Linked DNA regions of Gossypium hirsutum: region 2 is linked to region 1. Evidence: chromatin contacts called from public Hi-C data. All regions are on one chromosome and are shown on one strand. Each heading gives the region's core, a stretch centred on a gene start, on an enhancer-like site or on the middle of the called end of the contact. The rest is flanking DNA. Distances are from core to core; before and after follow the strand shown.

The links. A called contact is a pair of places that touch in the nucleus more often than the background predicts.
Region 2: a contact with region 1 is called in a Hi-C map of leaf, with 1.9 times the contacts expected there. The contact joins the promoter of LOC107914195 here to the promoter of LOC107914189 in region 1. A contact is called at or near these places in 3 of 34 Hi-C or Micro-C datasets (all in leaf).

Annotation. Positions count from the first base shown.
Region 1 is chrD10:10,069,063-10,071,830 of Gossypium_hirsutum_v2.1, forward strand. LOC107914189 reads left to right here and starts at 1,373. Exons shown (of 12, transcript XM_041103083.1): 1 at 1,373-1,667; 2 at 1,750-1,768; 3 at 2,433-2,654; 4 at 2,752-2,768. The coding sequence starts at 2,550.
Region 2 is chrD10:10,387,917-10,390,616 of Gossypium_hirsutum_v2.1, forward strand. LOC107914195 (zinc finger protein 830) reads left to right here and starts at 1,369. Exons shown (of 9, transcript XM_016843007.2): 1 at 1,369-1,664; 2 at 2,045-2,147. The coding sequence starts at 2,059.

The DNA of each region.
Region 1 (2,768 bases), core at 123-2,622:
ACGCTTAGATATGGTATTTCAAGATCAAGAAATTCTTCATCATTCTTGCAAGGATGAATTTTATCTTTATTCATATCTAACGATAAAAAAAACCACTGGGGTACTCAATGGATGTGTTTTATCCATGTAAATTTCTTTAAGATCTTTTCTGTATAAGTTGACTGATGGACATGGATTCCATCTTTTAAATGTTCAATCTGCAGGTTAAGAAAAAACTTTGTTTTTTCAAGATATTTTATCTCAAATTCTTTCTTTAAACAATTTACTGCATTTTGAAACTCTTCAGAACTTCCAATAATATTTAGATCATCAACATAAACAGAAATTATCATAAAATATGATCCAAACCTTTTTATGAAGAATCATGGACAAATTGAATAGTTTTTATAATATTATTTTAACAAATATTCACTAAGACGATTGTACCACATACGTCTAAATTGTTTTAATCCATATAAATTTTTCTTTAATCTGATCCATCAATTTTCCCAAGAAACTCTATATCCTTCAGGGATTTTAAATCCTTCAGGGATTTTAAATTCTTCAAGGATTTTCATATAAATTTTACTATCAAGTGTACCATACAAATAGACTGTAATAACATCCATTAGACGCATGTCAAGTTTTTCACGTGTTACCAGACTAATAAAATATCTAAACATGATTACATCCACCATAGGATAATATATCTTATTGTAATCAATGTCGGCCATTTGCAAAAATCCTTGTGCTACAAGTCGTTCTTTATATCTTATAACTTCATTTTTCTCATTTTTTTTTCACACAAATACCCATTTATATCCTATTGGCTTTACATCGTTAGGTGTTTGAAATACAAGTCCAAAAATATCACATTTAGAAAGTAAATTCAATTCTGCTTGAATTTTATCTTTCCATTTTGACTAATCTTTTCCATTTCTACATTCCTCAATAGATTTAAGTTCAGGATATGCATTTTCTTTTTCTATTTAAATAACAACATTATAAGCAAAATTATTGTCAATAACTATATTTTTCCGATTCTATCTTTTTACTGAAGTAACATCACTTATCGAGTTCTCTTCGTTATCACCATTTTTAGGTACTTAAATCTCCTTTTGGGTTTTTTGATTAGTTATTGGATTTTTTGATTAGTTATATCTTTAGCCTCTTTTTGGGCACTTGCCCATAATATGATCATTTTAAATATTTACTTCTTTCCTTTTACGAGGATTTTTATATTTGGAACTAACTAATTCTCATGCTTCAGGCGTTGATTACTTTCTTTTACATTAACAATTTGCTTTAGTGAGACATTAATTCGTATTGAAGCATTTTCAGCTAGTATCTAATATTTTGTAATTCTTTTTGGGTTAACAAATGAATTTGACAGTTGATTGGCGATGTTTTGCAAAACAGAGAGTGGTTCTAACGACTGTGGGAACTTTTTCCTCAAAATTTTATTACTGCTATTTAAGCGCCCTCTTGAACGTTACAAATCTTATCATTTCCTTTACTACCTTCTTTCATAGTAGTATTCTTCCTTGCTTTCCTTTTTTTTTTTGAATACTACGTCGTTTTGGCTCATCGGGATCGTCTCTTCCGTGGCCGTAAACTCTCCGAATGTTAATACAGCCCTTTCTTTTTGCTGATGGCAACATCACTTTTCGAATCAGCTATTTGGGATTGTAAGGATCTTTGGTCTCCCCTTTCTCTATATTTTTTTTTTGGTTTTTGTTTTTTCTTAAATCTTGTTTGGGATTTTTGCAGTTTACGAAATTAGACTCAGGTACACTTCAATGCAATTGTTTTAAATCACTGCAAAGCCATGGCCACCATTCCCTTTCTATTTTTCCTGGAATTTTTCCAAACCACAAAAGTAGAAAATTATAGCAAAATAAGGTTAAGACTCAAGTACACTCCCCTTTCTCTATAAATCATTGGTGGTGAGTGAACGGAGAGCTATACTCCAGTACCATTTTTAGATGGAAAAGGAAGCTAACCGGCAATGGCGACCAAGGTAGTAACTTGGGTTGAAGGAAGAAGAAGAAAGATGTAGGATAAGAAGAAACACAACAAAAAATTGGGGGAGAAAAGTAAAAAAAAAAGTTTTTAAAAAAAATATTTGTTTAAATAATGTAGGTCACGTCACGTACCAAACTAGTGGACAGGAAAAAAAATTGATACTAATCTAGAACAAAAAAAAATAATAGGTACCAATCTGGATAAGTTCAGGTACTAATATTATATATTTTTAATTTTGTTTTTGTCAAATTACAAAATAAAAATGGACTGAAAAAAGGGACTAAGTTGGTAAAAATTGTTAAGTTTAGGGATGCTTTATAAAAAACCCTGCCTGAAAACTGGTGGTGTTGGAAAATTCTTGTGGTGACGTTTCTTTCCAACCGGTTATCCATAAAAAAGTAACGAGAATAATGATGATGTGTTTCTAGGAAGCTCTCCAATCCGTAGTGAACTTAGCGGTAGATCGCAGAAAGAGGCTTTTCAGGTTTTCCGGTTAAATGCGACGGAAAGGGACAGAGCTAATGATGTAGTGGTCTTCCCGGAAGATGAGAATTATCAGTCTTTCACTTCATCATTGCTGCAGCGATTCCGCTAGCTATAAGGGTTTGGCAGTCATCCTCAACAAGTCCTCTTCTCCTTCTCCCCATAAGGTTTCTGTTTTGGACCAATTTTTCTTTTGATTATTTGGAGCTTTGCCCTTCCATTTAGACTAGACTGTCTCTGACAATCTAGCTTTACCATTGATAGGGTAAGGGTCCTGAATC
Region 2 (2,700 bases), core at 119-2,618, 320 kb after region 1:
TAATTTATAATTATTTTTAAATTTTTATGATATAAAAATAAATAATTTGTATTTAAAATTGTAAAAATAACTTAAACATATTATGTCAAAATTTTTTTTATGTAATAGTTATTAATTATTTTAAGAGTAAATTCCAGAACTATTTGAAATTGAATTTTTTAGTTATTGTTTGAGATTTGATAGAAGTGTTGATGTGAGTTTTTTTTATCAGTCTAATAATAAATTTAACTCTTTAATATTTACTTATTTTATTAATTTGATCTTAAATAAAAAATTTAATAAATTTAACTTCAATGTTCACAAAATATGTCATCTTAGTTCAAATTTAAAAAAAATTAATAAGTTTAGCTCTCAATATTAAAGTTGTTTATGGGTCGAGTTGAGACAAATTTGAGCTGAGCCCAAATAAGAGACTTTTAAAAATTGTCTTTACCTAAGTTCGGTTTGACTCGAAATATGTTGACATTTTGTCCCATCCTAACTTTACATAAAATAAGGTAATTTGGACTTATAAGATTAATTTTTCAATAAAAATGTAATTACTTTATAAACATTTTTTTATTTTAATAAACCACCATTTTAATCTATCTACCACAATTTTTTTGGGTTCATTATACTGTTACAATTGAAGTTAGAAAAAAATGGGAACAAAAGAAAATGGCCGACTCCAGGGGCATGGGCATGAATTCCTGGTGCTTGAATGGCCGCCTCCAGGGACATGGTTTTTGCTAACGAATGGCGTTATCAATACTTGGTACTTGAAAGCTTGTGATAATTAGGCTCAAATCTGCAACCTACTTTCTTCACTATAAAAAGAAGAAAAAGAAAATGGCAGAACAGAAATAGGACATTTGAGGGAAGGATGAGATGAACTGCTAGTTTTAGCAAGGGGAGCTGAGGGCAGTGCTAGTGGTGAGGGGCCGGAGATGCTGTTGGGGCTGCTGCTGGAGCTGGAGTTTGAAAATTTTTATATTTAAAATAAATATTAAAGTGTTAAATTTATTATTAGATATACAAAAAAAAACTTTATCAAATTGGGATTTTTTTTCCTTCAAAGGGTTAAATTTACAAAATTTACAAATTTTTTAAAATTCAAGATTTGTCTTGAGAGTTGAATTTATTGAATTTGGTAGAATTTAAACTAAAATTACGCATTTTGTGAATATTAAAAATTAAATTTATTAAATTTATTATATTTAAAATTAAATTAAAAATATGTAAAATTATAGGATTAATTCTATTATTAGACTAATAAAAAACCCACATCAATCTCTCATCACTTATATAATAATGACAAATATATTTAATTTATTAAATAAAAAATTAATAATTAAATGATAAAAATAGAATAAAATCAATAATTTGGTTACCCCTCAAAAATCAATTTGATGACTCTATTCGAACCAATATACTTGCTTGTTTCCGGTTCAACCCGTCCCTGGTCGGTATGTTCCAGTTTCGACTATAGAGGACATTGGTGTCTCTACATTAGGTTACGACATTTTTCTCCCTTTCTTTTTGGCTTTCTACCGGGAAAAGGAAACTGCAGCTTTTTCTTCTCTCTCGATTTGCGATCTCTTCTTCTTCTTCTTCCTTTTTCTTTCACGCGTAACTTGCGTCTTCGTCTTCCGTATAATCCAATTTCCAACTATTCAAGAGGCCAGGTACTGTTACTTCATTGTATTATCTATATATATATGTATATATTAAATTTTCAGTTGTCTTTCTGAATTTACTTGTTTATTTCTTTTTATTATTTGGTCTTATATTTTCCTTTTCTACATTTTTCTGATTTGTCCCCGTCTCTCTGTTTTCTCTTTAATTTTATGAATACTTTTTGGAAATTTAATAGGGCAGTGTATCGGTGGGTTATTAAAGCATTAATTTTAACCTTGTAATTTAGCCTTTCTATTTCTTGCTTTCTCTCCATTGTTGTGAATTTGTTATAATCTATGCCTTTTATAACGCTGATTATACAAATTTATTTACTCAAGAAGCAATTATTTGCGATTTTTTAGAAGAATTTGTTTTATTGATTGTTAAGGTTGTAAAGAGGAAATGGATGCCCAAGGGAGGAACAAGGCGTTGTTTCGCGCCAAATTGAATGCACAAAAGAAAGAGAAGCGCATAGATTCTCCCCTTATCAGGTAAATTTATCACTTCATTACAATATACTTTAGCCATGAAATGAAAATATTATGTTCTGGCAATGCTTTTCTATTTTGTTTTTTTCTTGTAATATATACTTTTTGCTTTTCAATGTCTGTTTTCTAAAGGATTGGTCCGAGATGTATCCTTCTGGAACTTGGGGTAAGGGGTAATTCTCTGTGGGGAAAATTTTGTCACGCTTGCATTGGATTTCTTCTTGCTTCTTGGAATGACTCTTAAATGTTATGATTATTTTCATGGTTATGTTCCAAAATTAGATCTTTTTTTTTCTTGAGGATGTTGCTTCTAAGTTTTTGGAGGCTTGTATAAAGTCTATACTTGTCATTGTCTATTAAGTGTACAATGTGAACGGATGAAAACATAATTTGAATTGGTATTTCTTTTGGTATAATTTCTTTAAATCTGCCTCATTGTTGTATATATAGAGTGTTCATGGTGGTTTTGATTTTCATCTTCTAAAGTTTTGGTTGCTATATAATACTTAAATTAGTTACGTTTTGTTTTTTGACAGTAATTTCTCTTTCTTTGCTT